3 separate regions of the Mus musculus genome follow, and all the other regions are linked to region 2. The links are chromatin contacts, called in public ChIA-PET maps. All regions are on one chromosome and are shown on one strand. The core of a region is the stretch at or near the end of the contact, and the rest is flanking DNA. Distances in the headings are between cores, read along the strand shown.

Region 1 (3,033 bases), core at 313-2,812, 130 kb after region 2:
GTATCTCTTTGCTCAGCTCTTGGGTAGCCAGTGATGCTAGTTGCTAGCACTGTGCTTTCTCCGATTTGTACTTGAGGACCCAATTAGTTGGCAAGGCTCTTCCCAAGAATTCATACTATATGACTTAGGGTTCTTGAATGTTGAGAATTTCATGTGTGAAAATAAGTATTAAAACTTGTTACTTTTGGATTGGTGAGATGACTCAGTGGTGCCAAATCTGATGGCATGAGTTTGAACCCTAGACTCACATGGCACAAGGAGAGAACCTGACCTCTGTAGGTTGCCTTCTACTCCCTGGGTACACTGGGCACAGGCATGCACAACCACAAAGGGAAAACAGTAAATAAGTGTAATATTTAAGTTGCTACTGCTTGTTATAAAAAGCTTTTTAGAGGATTTTCTCAAAAGAAATTTATACTCATTTTTAATCCATGTTTTCTACTATTTTACATATATAACATAGCTATTATGTTGAATGACCATACTTTTTGGTCATTACTAAGGCTTTTAATATTATTGAATTTTGTAAAGCACTAGTTTAAGTGGCTAAGGTACATCTGATGACACGTATGTCAGGCTGTGAGCACTATCTGAACTTGCTGTGTGTTCCCAGGAGGAGAGACTTCAGCATGCAAACCTTCATCTGTCCGGCTTGCACCGTCGTTCTCATTCCATGCTGCTGGCCTTCAGATGGCTGCACAGATGCCCCACTCACACCAGTACAGTGACCGTCGCCAGCCGAGCATAAGTGACCAGCAGGTGTCTGCCTTACCATATTCTGACCAGATTCAGCAACCTCTAACTAACCAGGTAATTTCATTATTATCAGAAATGATGTTGAAATTACAACTTAGCCCTTTGAAAATACTAGATTAGTAAAACAGCTTCAGTTTTACATGCTAAGTAGAAATATCTGTAGACAAAACATGATGCTCAGAAGTTTTATTTAAGTTTGCTGATTCTCCCCACCCCTTGAACATGAGTGTTTCATTTCATTGAAAGATACTCATTCTGGAATAAAGAAATTATTTTTAAAGAAGAAATGTTTAAAATAAGAAAACATTTGTGGGAAGTCATAGGAAAGTAAGAATCACTACTAATTTAGTGTAAAAAATCTGCATTTGTAAAATTACAGAGGAAAGACTCAAAGGAGAATATGTAAATATTAAGCATGCTATTTATTCTAATATTCAGACTACAGATTGACCAATTTTTCATAAATTGAGGATCTAGAAAGAATGCTGAAATCTCTGTGAACACATTAAACGCATACCTGTGGGTAAGCCTTACAGGCTTGAATTCACCCTGCCCGACCGTAGCCGCTGTTTTGGGGCAGTCTACTCACTGGTCATGTTGTGTTGTCGTTGTGCTGAGTAAGGAACACAACTGTTGTGAACAGATTTAGGATTTGGTTGGCATGGCTTTCTCAGATCCCTGAGTATAGCAAGTGGTTCCTACGCGGATGAGTTAGGTGAGATGTGCTTTCTCTTCTCGAGCAGCTTGTGGTGGCAATGAGTAGTTGGCTGTGGTTGCATGTCTGTGGTGTGGGCATCCTTTGCCAGAGGCCTCTCGCAGTACGCTTGCAAAGCACCGAGTGTGAACAGCAGCATTGTGACAGGGTTTAGAGTTGGTTTCAGGCAGTCAGCTGCTTTAGAAGTTAAGTCCATGTGTTAGAATTGAAGTCGTTCATCAGCACTGCTGTTCAAGTTTAGAAAGCTCTTGCTCATGTCCCAGAGAGAAACAGAAAGTGAGGGAAGTACAGAGTACACGGTCAACCTGAAGTGTGCGCCGAAGAACCAGGGTGCTCAGGGCTAGTCTCCCACTTGCTTCAAATCAGTGGGTCACACAGACATTGCTTTCAATACACTTTCAGTTGAAGAGACAGAATTTCCGTTTTTGACTTCTTGATGTATGTGCATGGTGGTAGGCTTTAGAGTCCAGTCCTGTGTGCTTCCTGTTTAGATGCAGCACTCTTGGATTTATATCGGTCGTCATTTACAGAGAGTCAGAAAAAAATTCCTATAACATTATTTTTTATCCATATATCATGATTGTTTATAATCTACTTAGCAGAGTATCTGTTTTCATATTCAGCTTACATCTTTAATCATTTAAAATATATTTTATTATTTCTGATTTAAGCCATAAAATACTTTTAAAGATTCATGTGATGTAAAAAGACTATTAAGTAGAGGCGAGGAGTATTGCACATGCTTTTAGTCCCAGCATTTGGGATGCAGAGGCAAGCAGATCTCTAAGTCTGAGCCCAGCTTTGTCTACATAGTGAGTTCTAAAACAGCCAGGACTACAAGAACATACACAAAAGCTTATTAATAAATAATTCAGTATTCCTTTCAAAGTCCAGAAGCTTCTGAATCTAATGAAGAAGGTAGATTCTTTAGGACTAATGTGGGGTGGCTTACCAAGAGGTATATAATGGGCTCAAGATCTGCTTGCAGGACTAGAGTTAAATACACACGGACACCTCATGTCTGACAGGTTCTTGAATGTGAAATTAGGACCTAATTCTAGACCTTCTTAGATATCTTCTAGCTGTCATCTTCTGTAAATTTCATAATGTGATTCATATGCTTCTTATCATTTTGCCACAAAATGAATCTTATTGTGCAATTACCTTGAAAGGAACAAAGTTAAGATTTATTTCTAGTCATTAATTTTTCTCATGAGTATGTTGGGTATAAAATATAAAAGGTTATATTTGAAAATGAAAATTAGAATAAAACTGAGCAGAGATGAGTGTCCCTCACATTGGATCCTAGAGCTGTAGGCTAGCCCAGCCCGCATGCTATCCTTTGGCATCCTGAGCTACAGCAGTGCCCTGAATGTCATTGTAAGTGCTGTTCTGTCCACCTCTTGCTTGCTCTGAGAAAAGCAGAAAGGCAGAAAATGCTCTCTGTTCCTTATGGATGGAAGTAGGAGTAATGTAAAGTGAATGAAATAGACACTAGTGTTTGAGTAGATCTCACCACACCTGCCCAGTCTGTGCGATGTGCCTTGTGTGTGTGCCTTGAG
Region 2 (3,076 bases), core at 489-2,988:
ACCATGGCAAAGGTCAGCATATGAAAGGGCTCCCTTGTGACTAAGACACACCGAGAAATTCAACACAGACACAATTGTTTGACAAACGCTTTGCACTGCATTCTGGTCCTTGCCTTTAGTGTCTTTCATTTTAAACAATTTTACTGGCCGGGCATGGTGGCACACGCCTTTAATCCCAGCACTTGTGAGGCAGAGGCAGGTGAATTTCTGAGTTCGAGGCCAGCCTGGTCTACAGAGTGAGTTCCAGGACAGCCAGGGGTACACAGAGAAACCGTCTCGGAAAAAAACAAAACAAACAAACAAAAAAAACCCCAACAATTTTACTGACTTACCATTTAAAACGATTTATTTCAAATTATGTTATACACTGTGTCTGTGAGTGCAGTCCAATCAGACCAGAAGTGTGAGATTCCCTGCAGTTGGGAGTTACAGGGAGTTGTGAATGGTCTGACATGGCAGCTGAGAACTGGACCCTCCGAAGATCAGTGGATTCATCTCTCCAGCCCTTATCTTATGGCCCCTGGGCTCGTATCAAACTCAATATGCAGCTAAGGATGATCATAATGTTCTGACCCTGTCTTAAGTGGTAAGATTACAGACACCCACCACCACGTCTGATTTTATGCGGTACTGGCAACTATTTTACAATCTGAGCCACTTCCCCTGGCCTCCAATTGCTTTTCATGAAACTGACAGCTTTAATATGGCAGTGGTTTGACAGTGTGCCTCAACTGAGGCAGGATAGATCGTTTCCTTTATGAACTAACTAAATACTTTCGCAGTGATCTAGCATAAGTGAGTTTCCACTTTCTTAGTGCATCTTGCCAGAGTACAGTCGCTTTTATAAGGGGTGATGGCAACTTGGTGTTTGGGATTTTGTTTTGTGGGGGAGGGGTCTTTGAATGATGTCTACTAGACAAATCACGAATATAGCTTCCTGTGTGGTGAGGATGGAAGTGGGGTGGCTCACTGGAATCTTTTTAAAATAATCAGGTTTCTAGCCTTTAGCGTCCATTTAAGATGTTCACCTGGGATGTTTTTCCCTTTCAACACCACGCTGCATTTGTATCCACTGAACTGTGTGCAGAAGCTAGCTGTGACTCCACGGCTGCTGTGCTGGTGTCTCCGGAGGTAGAGACAGGGCGATTGCATTCTACAACTAGGGTAATGGATCCTGCCGCGGTGAGAGGCTTACAAGAGAACTCTGCTTTAGGATTGACCACAGCCTGGAGCACACATGTCTGTTCTGAAAGCTCTTCTGCAGAAAGGGGCGTTTGTCATCTGCTCTTCACCCCCAGAGCGACAGCTCGAGCCCGCCGCCCGCCCGCCTGCCGCCGGCCCCCAGCCCCACACTGGACAGGACCGCAGGGCACGCCCATCTAGCGTCGGGGCCGCGCGAGCCGTGCTGGAGACCGCAGAGCTTGAAGCCCAACACCCCTCCACTTACCCCGGCGTGATACACTTTATTCGCTCTTTTAATCTTGATGTCCAGAGTGGTCCCCATCTCAGATTATCCGCAAAGGCCGCAACTTCCGGCCACTCGTGACCCGGTTGCCCCGCCCCCTACGAACCCGCCCCTCCGGCGCCTTCCGCAGTGGTGGCACGTGACCGGCTTTCGCGCCACACCTCACACACCTCCCTCCTTCGGGCACAGGGCGTGGCTTAGCGCGGACAGGGGCACGAAACCCACACGCGCGCGCGCGCGCGCGCGCGAACACACACACACACACTTCCGGAACGCGGGAGTGTGCTCTCTGTTCTCCCGGCGTGCCCCGCGGCGGGGGCGAGGCCGCTTCGCAGCGTTTTTTTTACACAGGAAGGCTGCCTTCCCGTCGGGCTGTGCGGCGCGAAAGGCTGCGTTTCGGAGGTGGGTTTCCGGAAGTGATAGCAGGAACGTGTCCCCTCCTGTCATCCGCTTCCTCCATCCCTGTAGCCGCGTCTGCTGCCAGATGTTCTGAGGCGCCACCGCCAGTATCCTCCGGGCGGACGAGTCCGTGCCAACCGCAGGGGCGTGGCCCCGCGCTTGCGACCTGCTGGGCGCTGATTGGTGGAGGGCCGCAGCTACGCCCCCTCAGGCCACGCCCACGACGCAGAGCCAAGGTTTCGGGAAGCGCGAGGTGACCTCGCTCTGCGGCTGCTCGCGGCTCCGCGGCCGCGGAGGCTTCTGGGTACTCCCCAGGCGCCAGCTCTGGAAGTGGTCTTGGTGTTCTGTGGGGTATCCGGGCGGGCGGGCGCGCGAGCGGGAAGGTTGGAGTCGAAGCGGAAACGGACCTGCGTACCCCTTTCTCCCTCCAGCAGCCTGCCGCAGTGGACGCCGAACTTTAGGGGGGATATTGCGGTTAGCCAGCATGCTAGTTACTGAATTGTGTAAACTGACTCTTCCGATAAGCAAGTCAAATCTTGATGTTTTTGTTACGTAAAATGATGTGAAGAAATGGTATTTGTTGAATTCCTTGATTATTATTTTCTTAAATATATATCACTTTTAGGATAACAAATTTCTCTGTAAAGTGGTTTCGTGAATGACTCTAGGTGTTTTGAAGCCGAGAACGATGTACGACGGCTGCAATTGCTTTTGAAGGTTAAGATAAAATGTTTCTCAGTATCCACAGCTCTATTTTCAGCTCCCATCTCTACCCTTAGGACTTACCCGTGTGACCTACAGACTTTCCTAGCAATTCTAAAAAAATCATGTGGGACACAGCTTAGATATTTGGAAGACACAAATTCAGTGCAGGAAAGAAAAAGAAAAGCCTTTCCTTCCATATATGGCTTTACAGAGTCTTGTTCCTCCAGGGACGATGTACCTGATTTCCTCTTTGAAAATTGCACACATGGTTAAGGAAGGCTGGTCTACTGTGAAGAGCGCTCCTTCCAGGAACTACCAGTGTTTATTGAGTGCAAAGGCCGTCCTACAAGAATCAAAAGTCCACTTTCCACAAACACTGTTCTTTTAAAGTCTTTCCATCCCTTAATCTCATGTTAAATAAGTTTGATTTTGTCACTTTAAGCTACTGAATATCAGACTGTCAAATTGACAGTCTTGTGGCTCAAGTGGGACACTAGGTCTTTTGTG
Region 3 (2,843 bases), core at 322-2,821, 160 kb after region 2:
TTTCCAATGCTATCCCAAAAGTCCCCCATACCCTCCCCCCCCACCCCACTGCCCACCCCAGAGTGTTTATTATAAACTAATTTTTTGAATTTTGTAAATGGGTAGCAAGGGATTATTTTACTTCAATATGTTCTTAGTGTGTGTGGCTCTGAATTCAGTACCCTCAAACACACCTCCCCACCTGTATGGTTAGTAGCAAATTTAATTGTCAGATGTGTTCGTTATAATTGTCTGCCTGACAGTTAGAAACAAAGCTACTTATAGCCAAAAATTTAAATGGTTTTAAATGGAGTTATTTTTCCACGTCCTTAAGTTTTTACTTGACTGAGGAGAACCTGGCTGTATTAGCAGTTGATGTGGGAAGACATCTAAGACTCCAATTACTTTGTGGTATATTTCAAGTTAATACCATAGCTTGAAAGTTTTATGTGTCTGTATATGTGTTAAGTAGTGCATATACCTAACCGTGCATATGTGTGCACCTAAGGTCACATGTGGGTCTTGACACTGTGTCTTCCCTCACTGTCTTCCTTATTACTTGGAAATAAGAGTCCCAGTGCCCCAGAGGCCTGCTGTTGTATCCAGGCTGCCTGCCTGGCTAGTGAGGTCTTGGGATTGGCACTCCCTCACCCAAGTCCCGGGGTTCAGTCAGCCCAGGATTTTATACAGAGGCTGGAGATGCACACACAGTCCTAGCTCTGCTCCTGCTCTTACTGCGTACTCTCTCTACCCCATGCTTGAGTGGGTACAATGCAGTCTTAGAGTTCTAACTCGAGCAAAATTAGCTTTAAACTCACAAGTTTTTCCATGTCCTGATATTAAAGGTGGATCCTCGGGAACGAGTAACAGTGGGAGAGCCAGGTCGGATCCGACGCACCAGCATCGACACAGCGGTGGACACTTCGCTGCTGCTGTCCAGGCCATGGACTGTGAGACACACAGTCCCCAGGTGAGTGTTCCTAGTGCTCCTGCCATGGCCTTGCTAGCTTTAGCTTTGTTGGATGCCAGTCAGGACGACCATGTCTGTGTCCTCTTTTCTAAAGGTGTGTGGTATCCTCACTGCTTAGGAAATAAAAACTCCACTCCTTGTTAGAAATGAGAGCATGTGTTGGGTACACACACCACCGTCTTTCTAGCCATCTACTCCAGGTTTATTTTTCATTTGCCACAGCAGTTTCCTCCCTGCCTCTCAGTGGGTGCCGAGACCTCTAGATGCACTAATTCTCTGTGAGCTGTGCAGTCTGGGCCCTACGTTACTTCTTGTGGCCTCCAGCATTCCCACCCTGATTCTGAATCAGTTTGTGTTGGATTTTTAAACTTGTAATATTAAAGTAATTTTTAAAGTTAGTGTAGAACATGTGGTAGGATAGAAATGTGGAGATGCCATCCTAGCTATATTTCATTGCTGTGGTAATACCCAGACAGAAGCAGTGTAAGGATGACAGGGTATACTCTGGCTCACAGTTCAAAAGGAAATGATACCTTGTGTCAGGGAAGATGGGATGGCAGGCAGGGAAAAGCAGAGTGGTAGGGTCAGGAGGCCTCTGCATTTAAGAAACAGGAAATGGGTGGGGCTGTGCTGAGCTATAGAGCCTCAAGGCCTACTCTATAAGCCAGCCTCCTGCAGTAGGGCCTTCACCCCTGCCCCTGGCTGCCAGCTGGGGACCAAGTATTCAAGCACAGGAGGAAGGTGTTTACTGTTTAGACAAAACCATAAGACCTCAGTGAGACATTTCCTCTGCGTTGTGGGCTACATTTTGGCTCTGAGCGTGCCAATCGGTTATTTGATAGAGTAAGGAAAACCTGAGCTAGATTGGTGCTCATTCCTTAATTGTGACTGGGCCACTTGGTTTTGCTGGAGAAATTGTCACATTGTTCTGTCCTCACTGTTAGTATTCACCAGTCTCAGGCGGCCATCCTCAGAGGACCCCTTCTCCTTCCTATTGTCTGTGAATTACTTCCAACTTGTCCACTCGTAGGCAGAGGCCTGTGACTCTCTCTTCTGTGTGCAATCTTCAGACTGCACTGCTGTAGACGGGCTTTCTCACAGCTCGCCTCTCTCTGCTTTCACTGGGCTTCTTGTTGAAGGCCAGGCCCATGTCTCCTGTCTTCATGGGCTCTGGCTCCTTCTGTTGAACAGCACTGAGTCTTTGATCGTTCTAGCCTGTGGTAACTCTCCCTCACCACACTGTCATTCCTAGAGTTTCACACTTGTCTTCAGCAGCCCAGCAGCTCAGTGCACCTAACTCCTGGTCCCAGTTGCAGGCCCTGTGTCAGCCACAGTCCTCACTGATAGTCCAGAGGACTCCCCTGTTTTCCTTTGTCGTTGCCTGGTAGTATTTGGCAGGGTTGACTTAATCCACATACACTGAATTACCTCTGGTTTCTTTGGCAGCATGTGTCTGGTTCTCCATTTCTTTGTTCCCCCTCCCTTAACTGTCTTTTGGGGGGCAGTGTTCCTGTCCACCATGCCTTGAGATGACCTCACATGCTTTCTGCTTGGTCTCACCCCTTACTGCCAGTCATTACAGTCACCATTTTTAAAGCATTCCTTCCTACTTACCTCTGACTACACTGACCTCTGGGTTGTGTTGGGCTTACTGTAAATGCCATTCTGCAAGTTTGAGCAGTAAGAAGACTCTTAACTGTACCTGTTGCTTTGTAACAATGGTCCTATTTTCACTTACTTACTGTCATAGATTCAGGTCCAGGATGTTAGTCTCCAGGTTAGTGAGGTGTGAATTCTGATTTTATGTATATATAATTAGCCCTTCCACTGCAGGAACCATGTGTGTCCTGTCTTCCACTAAAGCACACTCTTTCCTGTGCCCTGACTAAGTGCT

The links. ChIA-PET counts read pairs in DNA pulled down with a chosen protein or histone mark.
Region 1: an RNA polymerase II ChIA-PET map of memory CD8 T cells shows a contact between it and region 2, with 2.6 times the contacts expected there. The contact joins the enhancer-like site here to the promoter of Vps26c in region 2. A contact is called at or near these places in 3 of 39 promoter capture datasets (embryonic stem cells, hippocampal neurons and macrophages), 2 of 484 Hi-C or Micro-C datasets (myocytes and nephron progenitors), 8 of 115 datasets of contacts at active chromatin or transcription factors (bone marrow-derived macrophages, effector CD8 T cells, embryonic stem cells and 4 more) and 3 of 9 other capture datasets (adipose tissue, liver and pancreatic islet).
Region 3: a contact with region 2 is called in an RNA polymerase II ChIA-PET map of memory CD8 T cells, with 209 read pairs. The contact joins the enhancer-like site here to the promoter of Vps26c in region 2. A contact is called at or near these places in 2 of 484 Hi-C or Micro-C datasets (cerebellum and uterus), 9 of 115 datasets of contacts at active chromatin or transcription factors (bone marrow-derived macrophages, effector CD8 T cells, embryonic forebrain and 5 more) and 3 of 9 other capture datasets (adipose tissue, embryonic stem cells and liver).

The regions. Positions count from the first base shown.
Region 1 is chr16:94,658,884-94,661,916 of GRCm38.p6, forward strand. Dyrk1a (dual-specificity tyrosine-(Y)-phosphorylation regulated kinase 1a) reads left to right here. Exons shown (of 12, transcript NM_007890.2): 3 at 614-810. Among named protein-coding and RNA genes, the nearest start is that of Gm41504, 54 kb to the right of the region's middle. Within about 2 kb of position 1,563, at least 25 of the 459 cell types and tissues checked have an H3K27ac peak or open chromatin away from gene starts, as enhancers often do. A contact at or near this core is called in effector CD8 T cells and memory CD8 T cells, where this site is marked.
Region 2 is chr16:94,524,891-94,527,966 of GRCm38.p6, forward strand. Vps26c (VPS26 endosomal protein sorting factor C) reads right to left here and starts at 1,739. Exons shown (of 8, transcript NM_007834.3): 1 at 1,448-1,739. The coding sequence starts at 1,504.
Region 3 is chr16:94,685,655-94,688,497 of GRCm38.p6, forward strand. Dyrk1a (dual-specificity tyrosine-(Y)-phosphorylation regulated kinase 1a) reads left to right here. Exons shown (of 12, transcript NM_007890.2): 11 at 825-949. Among named protein-coding and RNA genes, the nearest start is that of Gm41504, 27 kb to the right of the region's middle. Within about 2 kb of position 1,572, at least 14 of the 459 cell types and tissues checked have an H3K27ac peak or open chromatin away from gene starts, as enhancers often do. A contact at or near this core is called in memory CD8 T cells, where this site is marked.